Regions from separate parts of the Zea mays genome. Here region 2 is linked to region 1. A link is a contact called in public Hi-C data. All regions are on one chromosome and are shown on one strand. The core of a region is the stretch at or near the end of the contact, and the rest is flanking DNA. Distances in the headings are between cores, read along the strand shown.

Region 1 (6,366 bases), core at 2,069-4,568:
GGTTGCTGGGACGGGTGAGGATTCAGGTAACAATCCTCCTCAAAAAGGTCATGTGTGCGGACTATCCGGACATTGGCCTGGACTGTCCGTGATTATATGCGGACCGTCCATCGTTGTATGCGGACGGTCCGACTAGGTAGTTCAGATTCTGTGCCATATGTGGTGGCTCGGGTGCATGTCTGGGTAACTCATTAAAAATGGGCCCGACTGTGGCTGGCTCGGACGGTTTGCGATCACGGGCGAACGGTCCGGACATGTGTAGATCGGCTGATTTACTGCCGATTTGCGTTTGCTCAGGGTACGTGTCCATCGGCATCCCATAAAGGGGTTGGTCGTGACAACCTATAGCCGATGTATTACGTGTGTTACCTCCTAACTCAACCTCGTGCGAAGGAAAATTTGCAATGCTAGATTTATCAAATGCACGTGCTAGTATCCTATAGTCGTTTTGCATACCCCCTATGATATTTTGCATTTGTTCTCGCTGCTCATCTACATAATTCTTAAGAGATTGCAGCTCGTTTGTATTACTTACATTGGGGATATCTGGTGTGGGTCGAAGCGAAGCCGGATCCGTCGCCCGTTGTTGGACGACCTTGTTGTTCCTGTCCACTTTGAAGTTGGCCAAGAACTTTGCTTTTGCCTCCTGGATCAGCTGCTCCTTGTGCTCCTCGAACTGGAGCTGTTCGTCGACCGGCAAGGTTTCCCAAGTCGGCTCTATAATGTTGCTGGGGGAGACTTCAGAACTATCCCTTGAACCGGCCATTGAGGGCCGATTTGATATGTCTAGATGTGTTTTCCCCAGCGGAGTCGCCAAAAAGTATGTTGACACCTTTTTAGAGCGCCAAACACTCAACACGAACCAGCAGCGGTGCTCTCTGCACAGGGGCGGACGGTCCGCGCGTAGGGGCCGGACGGTCCGCGGTCTGGTGCGAGGCTAGGGTTCCTGCCTGACGACCGGACGGTCCGCGCCCTGGGGCCGGATGGTCCGCGCGTGCGCAGGGGGGCGGAAGATCGTCGGCGGCGCCTGGATCTCGCTCCCGGGAGGGACCCCGTCAGGGAGGAGAGATCCTAGGAGTTGTCTAGGCCCGGGCAGGCTGACCTAGACTCCTCTAATCGACGTAGAGTTGAAGAGAAGCGAAGAATTTGGGGATCGGAAGGCTAAACTAGAACTACTCTTAGGAAATAAATGCGAAATAGAAGTGTTATTGATTCGATTGATGATTACAAATCGGCCGTATACCTCTCTATATTATAGAGGAGGGGGCTGGACCCTTTACAAACTAATTTCCGAGTTATTTCCGTGAATCTAGCTAACAACCGTAGCACAAAACTCGAAACCCTAAACTGCTCTGCGCACGTGCGGTCTGTCCGGCCTCAGGGCCGGACAGTCCGCCTGATATAAACGGAGAAAATTTCTTATGCGACGGATAAAAATAATAGGGACAGGAGCATTCACTATTCCCGTTACCCACGGTGACTAGTTAAACTTATATGTGAGGATATTTTCGTATAATAATTAAAAATAAAAATAAACAATTAGCTTGTCAAGAAATCACTCAGTATACAAATATATTTATTTTGATGTATATATATTGATTTTTTTATATCTAACAATGTTTTGTATTGATAACAAATGATATATATTCTATTATAATTTACACGAGGACGGAGATCCTGTCAGAGATTTATGTTCGTAGAGGAACGTGGATATGGAAGAAATATCCCCCATAATAGTTCGTGGTGGGAAGCTCCATGAGAAAATCTTTTTCATCATAAAAACGAGATAGAGAGCTATTCTACGACATGAAATTTCCCGTTGTCATTTCTACTTACGAGTGTGTGATCGCCTAACAGTATCTTTCTGTTTGGCCGACCAAATAATAAGCACACTTCTTTTTTTTTTTGAAAAAATGGCATCCATAACCAAATAAAGGCAGCCATATTTTAGCTAGGTCTCCTCCCACGTCCCTGCAAACACACAAAAACGAATTCCAGATCACTCCAGAACTCACCTTTTGCAAATACGGTGCGTCGTCGAAAATTAAAAAGGCTTCTTCCTCCCGGGCCGGGACGTGGAATCGATGCTTTCTTCTCCATGGGAAACTGAAGAAAGCGCGACACCACGCCACGCCACGCCACACCACACCACACCACACCACACGAGGCGCTTTGTGACGAGGCAGCAGCGGAACAAACTCTTCCTCTGCACGCACGGCGGGCGGGCAAACGAAACCCATAACAGCTTAACAAGATGCACTTGCATCGCGTTGCATGCAGTGGCCAATCTTTCCTCTGGTGTTTCGCGGGCGGCCGGCGACTGGCGTGACGACGGAGGTGGAGGCCGGCCACCACTAACCGTACCCTCGGTTGCATTGCATGAGAGCTGCAGTGAAGAAGCTAGCCATCATCATGGCCCATGCATGCATGATTGCATGGGAGGGGTTGTCGTAATAATCCTGCTGACCATGGGAGGGGAGGGGAGGGAACAAATAGAATGACACTTTGTTTGTAGTCGTCTTCCTCCTCTTTGTCATCTTGTGTTTCGTCGTCGTTGTATTTTTTTTTTCATCGCCGTCATCTCCTTCGTCAGCGATCGAGTTGCTGCTGCCTGCCTTGCTTCGCTTTTGCTTGTTTCCATTCACAAGTGAAAAACGTACTACTACGTTATGAAGAAAAAGGCTTTGTGTTACTAAAAGCACGCCTCGTATATATTTTTGTTTCCTTTCTTTTGGTTATATAATTCTATGGTTCCAAGGCAAGAGCATGCATGCGTCGACAAGAGAGAGAGAGCATATAATATGGCTAGCTAGCGGTTTTTGTATGGTGCCATGCCAAAGTCCAAACCAAAGACCTACACATACCAGCACAACTAAATCTCCAGATGAAGAATCCAAATCCACGTGCTGCACGGATCTAAATTGTTGCCCAATGACGCCTCCTGCTGGGTCTCACGGAAAAGAAAACAGGAGGAGCTAGGAGGAGGAGGAGGAGGAGAAGGAAGGTGAAGAGCGGCACAGCAGGAAAAATCTCTTTAGTTGTAGCTCAGTTGAGCAAGACAGCAACAACAATTAGCAAAAGTGCAAAAAGAAAGAAAGAAAAAGCCGCTTTAGTTGGCATCATGACTACACAGTGTTGTAGTACAGCTCATGATGAGCTCCGAAAGAAAGAAAGGAAGAAGAAGACGACTAGGACTAGCACTAGTGAACCATGCATGGATGTCCACCTCCATACGCTTGGTCTCACTTTCACGGCCATCTTTACCTCCTCCCAAAGCCAGCCAGCCAGCCTCTCCAAGAGCGTGGTGCGTCCATTCATTTGTTAAAGCCACCAAAGGTGTTCAGCAGCTCAGCTCAGCACTATTCGTTCGTTCTCCGTATATATGGCGGTTGCTTCGATTCCTTTCACTCGTTGTTATCACTACTAAACTAGTGCGGGGTATAAAGCTCTCTCCCTCCGCGCTTCCGATCAGTTCACGACGACTCCAGGTCCAGGAGGGGCGCACTTGACTTTCCCCTCCTCCTCCTGCGAGCACCTTCCTCGCCTCGCTCTCATGGCCTCATCAGAGCCTATAGAGTGCCAGGTACCAATGTTCTCTCCTCTTCTCTCTTTAATCTCTTTCCCTGGACCCGATCGAGTTCCAGTTCTGGTACATGTTTGCAGAGCGCGCAATTGGTCTTCTTCTTCAGCTTGTCTGATTCCTGTTCCAGCGGTCCAGCCACTGTTTTTATTTTCTTCATCTTCTTCTTCTTTCTGTTTGATTCTTCTTCTTCTCAGCGATCCGTCTGTGACTGTGTGTCCTGTTTTAATTCAGGTTGTGGCGCTGAGGGTGTCGATTCACTGCCAAGGATGCAAGAAGAAGGTGAAGAAGGTGCTCCAGAACATCAGCGGTACGCGTCGCACGCTCTTAGCTAGCGGGTCTTTCAGTTTACCACCCACACGTCGTAGCTTGGCATTGTCCAAGGCCTTGCTTACACAGCTCCTTGCCTTCGATTGCAGCACCTACTCAGCACTAGTACATGCCTTTTTTTTTTTGCAAGCAATTGCCGGCCTCGTTCTTGTTTTTTTTCTAATCGGTAAAATAACGAAACAAAGTCGATGGCAAGTCTCTGGGACAGTTTGATCGGGTGAAGGTGCTGAGTTTGTGTTGTTTTTGATCCTGTTCAAGGCGTGTACCGATGCGAAATCGATGCCCGGAGCAACAAGGTCGTGGCGACGGTCTCGACGGAGCTCGACCCCTACATGCTGGTCGCCAAGCTGCGCAAGTCCGGCAAGCAGGCGGAGCTGTGGCCGGAGCAGCCGGTGCAGCAGCAGGAGCAGCCGGCACCAGTACCACCAGCTGAGAGCCAAAGGCAGGAGGAGCCCAAGAACAACCAGCCTGCGGAGCCGGGCCGACCCAGCGAACCTGCCGAGGAGCGCGGCGCCGCCGCCGACACGGCCGAGGCCGCCGCGGCGGAGCCGAGCAACCCGCTACCTTCGCCGCCGGAGCCCAAGCCGAGCGCCGGCGGAGGAGAGGCCCCGAATCCGGCGGCCCAGGACAGCAAAGAAAACGCCAGCGCCGACGACGTCGGCGGCGGCGACGATACGGCCGCGGCACCGGCACCGGCGCAGCAAGGACCCAGCGAGGCGAAGGGGAAAGCGAAATCGAAGCAGCATACGGCGGAGATGGAGGAGAGGCAGCCCGTGGACGCCAGAGTGACTGTGGAGTACGACCACCGAGGCGTCGGTGGGGGCTACGTGAGCCGCATGCCGCCGCCGGCAGTCATGAGCTACAACCAGGTGCGCCCGAGCGTGAGCGCGTCCTACTACGCCCCCGCCCCGGCTCCGGCGCCGGCGCCGATGCCGATGGGGAGGCCCGGGCCGTCGCAGGGCTACATCGACGAGCACTACACGCCGTCTTACAGCAGCAGTAGCAACAACTACTACTCCTCCAACCGGTCGCCGGCGTACGAGCCGTACTACTACAGCGCTCCGCAGCCGGCGCCGTATAGCTACCAGTACCAGTACCAGCCGGCTTCTTCGTCCGAGGATTACTACTACAGCGCGCCGCCGCAGAGGAGCGCCTTCTCGCCGCCGCGGGAGGGCTACGGCGACATGTTCAACGACGAGAACGCCAATTCTTGCACCGTCATGTGAAGGGAGGATGCATGCAAACATGGAAGTAGCTAGTTTACTTACAGTTCCTTATTAATCAAGCGACTCTCTCTATATATATATATATATATTTGTGTGTGTTAGTATATTTTAGAACCAGTAATTAAGTACGAGTAAGGAGATGTATTAAAAGCACTGTTCAGTCTTGATGGCGCTGAATAAGTTGAGAGCTCTGAGCTTGAATGCTTGATGCATGTACCAACCGTGATAGATAGAGGAGAATGTGAGGATCTGAATGAACAGCTCTGGTGTTCATCACAGCAAATTTTGTAATGTATGACATGGTCAAAATGGGGACTTCCAATCTCTTCAACTTCTTCATTCATGTAAGAACTTTGTATGTACACAGAACATGAGCAAAGACACGATCGAGCTGTTCTGTTTCCGTGTGAATCTTGCACCTGAAAAGGAGCTAGCTATGTGTCAATCATTCAGGAGGTTGGTTAACTAAATTGAGCAGGAGTATTTCATGAGTAGCATGTGTGTGTTATAACCATAATTATTTATTTTATGAAGTTGTCAAAAATATAGAATATGGCTTACTATTTTTCTCTCCGTCGATATGATCATATATATATATATATATATATATATATATATATATATATATATATATATATATATATATATATATATATATATATATATATATATATATATATATATATATAACGATGGCTGCGCACCTATGCGCATGCTGACATCGTACGATACAATAATTTTGAGCGTATGAGTGAATACGGGTTAATAGCATTAAAATAGTTTATTTTGCATTCACTCATGTAGACCGTGATTACTACATACAAATAACCAAATATAATTTCAAATAAAGTCAATATATACAATGATCCAAAATGAGACAATGCGAATAACCAATCAGGCCGATAGTAACATAAGGTGATGAATTAATGAGAATAACATACGGTCCAACTGAACTAGCTAGCTGAGCGTTTGATTGAACCAGCCACCACACAGCGAAACGGATCCACAGACCGCTATCAGGTTCGAGCACACCGAGTCAGCTGGACGACAGTTTCATTTTACATCCCTTATTAGGGGCCGTTCGGTTATTACCGAATGGAGCTCTAGAACAATTCTTATCCAAATTATTTATCTAACTTATATAAGTATTAATTAGTTAAAATAATTTCTGGTGTATTCCTGTATAAACGAACATGGCCTTAAATGACTTTCTCGGTGGTTTCTGTTATA
Region 2 (6,366 bases), core at 1,376-3,875, 220 kb after region 1:
TAAACCATAAAACGCAACGTTTGAAGTGTTTTAGTCCTCCTCATACACACCAGAGTGAAAATTTAGCTTCTTTGGGCCCAGTCCAGTCCGCCCCACATGCTTGCCCTATCATACTCGCTCAAGACCCGACGGCACCATGTGCTCACATCTGTAGTCCCGCCGCTAAAGGTCCCGCCTTCCCGACTATTCGCCGGCTCCAGGAGGAGACAGGGGAAGCGAGGTGGCGGGCGCAGCCCCAAACTGGTCTTTGTCTTGCGACTATGTGGCTAGTTGTCCATCCACTGTGGCGCCATCGTCGTTCTGCTCTAGTGCTCCCCTGCTCTCATCCACTCGTCCGCCACCGCAAATTGTGATATATTGATATTTTCTTATGTTTAAAAGTCAAAACTCCACCCATGAGCGTTTCAATGTTTTGTTGGCCTCCGCCAAGTCCAACAAGAACAGACACTGACACATGCAGTTGTGACTGCGCTCGCTTTTCGTTGCAATTGAAACATAGGTCGAGCCGACAATGACCTTCCATTCAAATGTCGACAGATGTCATATGGGGCACCCCCCCCCTACCATGACGATGGTGGCTGCAGCAGCCAAATCAGGTAATGGGGCTAGCAGGGCGAGGTGTTGGGCAAGTGATTATCAAGCATCGTCTAAAAGGCAAGTTTTATAGGACGACCATAAGACCTACTATGTTATATGATCCAAATTGCTTGGGACTGAAAGGCTTTTGGTGTCGTTGTTGCACAGTGATTAGCATGTACTTTATTGCAATGAACTGTCTTGAATTTGCTAAATTCAAACATAAGTAGTAAAATCAGAAGAAAATGTCAGACCAAACATGTTTAAAGTTAGCACTTAGCAGTGATTACTAGTCATGCTCTAGACATACATATGAAGATATTTTAGGGAAATTCATATATTGACAGTAAATTTGTAATGGATTTTGGGCGGTGCCATCAAGGCTATGACCTCTAATTTAAAAAAAAAACAAAGTACGATTTTGAGATCAACATAGACTTGTGGCACAAAAGAGGTCAGCATAGACTCCTTGTGTTCCTGAACTTTTTGTTACCTAGCAGCCCTAGAATTTACAAAGCCATAGACCACAGCAAAATACAAATTTCAATATAAAATAGCAACCATAGTAATTTTCCTTGTGTTCAGGCAGACATACTCACCCTAAAATCAGCCTTCTTCAGTACCTCCGCTGTAGTTGTTTCAAACTGTCGTCTAGGAGGGTTCTTTGCGGCTGCAGGTTTTCTAAGGTCAAGGTCCTACACTTGTCAGATTGAATGAAATAAGGCATTATAATAGCAACCACACATGGGCAGATCAGCAAATAAACTAATAAATGAAGAAAGAAATTTGTAAAGTACACATGGTATATTGGTATTATAAAGAGTATTTCCGCGTATTTGAAATGAAATTCTCATTTTGTTAACAAATATCTGATAGTAAAACACACGATTTTTACTGTGATTTTAGCATAGCAGACATTTCTAGCCCACACACTTATACACTAATTCATGAATGCTTGCACAAGATAAGTAGATAACAAAAACATATAGGTTGCAAAAGATTTTAGACAACTCGGATAATTTTGTCTATTTATTGACAAACCAAACTACTGCTTACCCGAACAGAATACGTTGAACCTCGCCTAAACCGAACATCAGGCCTGAACTCAAAGTCATCTTCCCAGTCACCGTCGACGTCCTCGTCCTCCTCCATTTGGATGTTGCGTGCCGCATTAGCAATTGTATCATTTAAGCCATCATTAAAAGAATCATAACCATCCATCCATCCTGAACTGCTCCTGTCGCTAGATGCAGGAAACCCAGGGAAACCAGAGCTGCTACTGTCACTTAACCTAGTGAAACCACCCTTGGACAACCCAAAATTGTATCTCCTACCAGTGTTCTCAGCCCTATCGAGCTTCTCGTAGAGTGATCCTTTGTCTGTGTCCTTGCCCCCAAACAACCGTTCTTCGAATTCGTCCATAGTCTCACCATCCCCTGCACAGAAACAGTCAAACCAGAAAGGCATATCAAAATCGGCTTGATTGAGACTATTCAAGAGTCAATTCTTCACTCTTAAAGCATTATTACACCAGAAGTATAAGGAAATGATGGTCTTTAGCTCGAGAAAGCTAGACAAAATTCACATCAGATCTAGATGTCCAGGGTCATTCAATTCAACTTACTGTTATAACCAACTTTAGGGAAAGGTACGCAAGTATAACAACTATGGGCATCACACAGCACGAGTACCTCCCATGTGTGGTATCTTTTGTTTCAAGAGATACCACTCATGGGAGGCCAGGAAGGAACAGGAACAGAAGAGGGTTGGATGCTCACCGGACTGGAATGAACGACGGAAGACGCCGGCAGCGGCCAGCAGCGGATGGGGAGGGAAGGCATGACAGAGAGAGGCATGGCAGGGGAGACAGCGCCTCAGTGCGGAGCTCACCATCGCGCTCGCTTGTCTCCTGATTCCTAGCGGCGGCGGCGCTTGTCTCCTGGCGGTGACGGTGGCTGTCCCCTCCACGAGCTCTCCAGGCGCCGGCGATGTCCCCTACCGGCGAGCCCCTCCCCTCCGCGGCGACCTCCTCCCTCCGGCGGCAACTCTCCTCTCTCTCTCTCGGATGCAGGGTGAGGGTGGCAGCTGAGGCGGTGAGGCCTGAGGGTGCTGCAGGGTGAGTTCATGAGGTGGCGGCTGCAGGGTGAGTTTAGCATGGACCGGGAAACTGGTGGCCCATATAACCTTAATCTTAACTGTTTTCTTTTTTTCTTTTTTTTTACTTCTCTATTAAATCAATAAACCTATTTAAGATTATATTCCTATATATTTCTATATTTACATGCTAGTACCTCGCCTTACCGCTTAAAAGTTAAAAAGGAAGTCGACCGCTTTACCTCGCCTTACCACCTTAACCGTGGGTATGATGCTTAAAACTTAAAAAAGGGTAGGTGTACCTATGTGAAAATTTTACTTGATCACCTAGAAAACACATTAAACCAAACAACAAGAGTGACAAATAACACACGGATCACACTATCTCAATTCACTAAGCACTAATGATCACTTGTCTTAATTATGGGACTTGGAGAGATTGGAAGCTTTGAGTGTGTATTGGATTGAATTGCTAGCTCTTGTATTGAATGTGAATGAGTGGAGTGCTTGGATGTGTTGAATGGAGGTGGTTGGGGTTGTATTTATAGCCGCCAACCACTTCATAGCTGTTGCTCCAATTCTGTTGAGCGCGGACGGTCCGCGCTCCTGGTCTGGACGGTCCGCCCCTGCACATCAACGGCTAAAATCGCAACGGTCAGCAGTAACGGCTATATCAACGGATATACAGCATTTAATGCGTCGTCAGATGTCGGATAAAGCAGTCGTAGACGGTCCGGTCGTGCACCCCGGATGGTCCACGTGGACGCTAAAAATGCATTTTACCGAACCCGTCAATTCTCGGGTTTTTCTAGTTTTAAACGATCAGACGGTCCGCGCCTGATGCCAGACGGTCCGCGCTTGGTCTCGGACGGTGCTTGCTTCTCCTTTGGACGGCCCGCAGTGTTAACTTGTGTTTTTGCAGTGTTCCTGCCCGAGGCTCACCCTGGTGTCGCGTACGGTCATACGCAAGGGGCCGGACGGTCCGCGCATAGGTATTTTTCAAAAAAATCTTCTCATGTCCGGAATAATCTACGGTATTCCGAACAGTCGACTTAGAATAGTTGTAGATAAACTTATGCACCTGAGAAATGATCAACTAGGCAAACTAGTTAGTCCACGTGGTTTGTGATGGACGTCAAACACCAAAAACGATTATAGGAAATGTTTAAGTCTATTTCCCTTTCAGATTCGAGTGTAATATGTTATTATAATCTTTATTTACACTGTCATGCATTGTTCCTTTGATATATTAAACTTGTGACGTCAACATATGTGTGGAAATAGTTCCTGGCATACATATGCTATGCATTCGGTTTTTCCTTTAAAATCAGGTGTGACGGGGCGGACCTCCTCATTTAATAGGCTGATGAGGGGGTCGGCTAGTGGTGGCTTCCTCAATAAGGAGTCATCGGGCCATGGTAAAACCGAGCATCCTACCTCGGTAAAACTACATGCGTCTGTGAGCCTCGGGGTCGCCTGTTTGTCTCATGTTCTTTATAGCGAACAATGTGAGCAGTGTGGGGCCCGAGCACCATCATTCGATCTATGTCGACCCCTGGCCTTCATAGCCTGAGCCTCTGCGCGACTTGTCTTGTTGTGCCCTGGAGGCAGTCTGCGCACTCAGGCATAGTCCCGATAGGTCATGAATAAGTCGCAGGCTGGGGGCGTGTGGGCCATAAATTCATCACAATTTGAGGGATTCGTAGGTTATGAGTGCGCTGCAACCCAAGGGGCTCATAGGCCATGAGTGGGTGGCGGAACAACGCTTCATCGTGGCTTGGCGCCGGCGTAGTTAATGTGGCTAGTCACTTATGGCGGGTCGGTCTTGGACCGGGTGAGGGATCCACTCGAGTGATTTCCCTTCGGTTCACTAGGCCCCTGTTTAGCTTCGCCATGCCTGACCCCGAGCTCGGTGTCGTGGGGTTCATCTAGGGGCGGGTGCTTCCAGGGCAGACGTTTCCTTTCTTCTCTCGCTGACCGATGTGCTGTAGTGAACGAGGTTCTTATCCCTGACAAGATGCCATGACCCAATAGTATTATCACCATCTCCTCTAGTCAAATGGAGGCATTGTTAGTAGTGAAGAAGTTGCATGCCATCAAGTCACAACCATAGTGTTTATCACGACCACAAGGGGACGACCCTCAAATCTTCCTAAACTTATTAGAGGACTCTGGTGGAAGGTTTATGTAACACCTCAGGTGTTAGCTCTAGGGTTTTACTCAACACCTACTCTTAAACCTATTATCACATGTGAATTATTATGGGCAAAGGTCACCATGCTTATGAATCAAGGTTATAATTAAGTGATAAACATCCTAAAGGGTCTACCTTAGCCTTACCACACCACTCCAAGAAGGGCAAGTGATCAAACCCTAAGTCCAACCCTTAAAACCAAAAGAAAGCATCAAGCAAAGGTGATCATGGAAACCTATCAAATTCCTTAATCATGAATGGGACCATTAATAAAAGTTGAAGCTCACTAATTAACCTACAAATTATTAATGGTGATGCCCCAAAAAGGTTAGGCAACACCCCTCAACATATCAAACATGAGTGAGAAGGGGGAGGAAAATCAAGTTTTTCTTTAATTAAAAATTCAACCCCTAACTAAACCCTACATGTTCATTTAGTTCCAAAACTCAAAACCATATGCTCCAATTAACTAAGGGGCACCAAACTACTCTAGGCATGCCCTTGAAAAAATTGAACTCAAAGCCAAAATGTTTGACATGATAGGACACAAGTTTTACCTCGGATTGTGGCTGTGACACAGACCGACTTTTCGCCTCCCATATCTCACAACCCAGTGGACCAAATCTCATAACCTCCATACAAAAGAGTTAGCTTAGGGAGAGGAGAAGGTGCCATGTACAAAAATCTTAGCAAGATTGGCCACGGATTTGTGACTATACACGCAAGAAAATGGGCTCACGAAACCCGACCACGTGTTCGACATAGGCTGACACGCCAGTGCGTGGCCACCCATGTGCCGCGCGCGCCCCCAAGCGTCGAGTCGGCCACCACCATGTCCAAGCCACGCCGAGCCTATAAGAATAGCCCCGTCCCTCGGTCACACTCCCCACGTGTCCCTAAACCCTGCCCAAGCCTTGCCTCACCAGAATTTTTCCTGAGCCGTGGGCTCCACCACTCGCCATTCTCTCGAAGCCCGGTCGTCGTGGACAGAGCTCCATACACCACCCTAGCTCCGACCAAGGACACCTTCACACTCCTAGCACCTTAGTGAAGCTTGTCGACCCCTCCCCGAGCTCGCTACCATGCCAGGGCTGCTGCCATCGCTCGTCAGGGTAGATAAGCTCCACCATTGAATGTGGTCAGGGCCACCCTGTACACCGCCATTCGATTCCTTACACGAGTAGCACCCCCATACTCTCGTGAAGCTCCCGGGTCTGTCCAATCAAACTCTACCAACGTCATTTAGCCGAAGCTCTCGGTGCTATCGAGCTCCGCTGAAGCGCCCCAATCCTCTGGGACTCAAATGTGATACAATTACTAGTCCCAGGAGGCTAGTAACCACATTCCTTACTTCAAATAGTATAGAGTTCGAATTAAAAGTTATTACAATACTAGGGTACAAGCGCAAGAGAGCCTGAAAAACAAAGTGCAGTGGAAGATAAACTAGCCCAAGCCACAGGCAGAACTGGGTGCAGACACAGCCCCCTTCTAGTCGAGCATAG

What was found. Hi-C and Micro-C count contacts between places; a contact is called where the count stands out from the background.
Region 2: a Hi-C map of leaf shows a contact between it and region 1, with 4 times the contacts expected there. The contact joins the promoter of LOC100191266 here to the promoter of LOC100191808 in region 1. A contact is called at or near these places in 3 of 25 Hi-C or Micro-C datasets (ear, leaf and tassel).

The regions. Positions count from the first base shown.
Region 1 is chr3:157,500,962-157,507,327 of Zm-B73-REFERENCE-NAM-5.0, forward strand. LOC100191808 reads left to right here and starts at 3,319. Exons shown (of 3, transcript NM_001153668.2): 1 at 3,319-3,583; 2 at 3,815-3,890; 3 at 4,169-5,533. The coding sequence starts at 3,554. The coding sequence ends at 5,136.
Region 2 is chr3:157,721,762-157,728,127 of Zm-B73-REFERENCE-NAM-5.0, forward strand. It overlaps LOC100191266, which reads right to left and starts at 2,626. Exons shown (of 5, transcript NM_001136700.2): 1 at 2,355-2,626; 2 at 1,633-2,012; 3 at 1,176-1,271. The coding sequence starts at 2,469.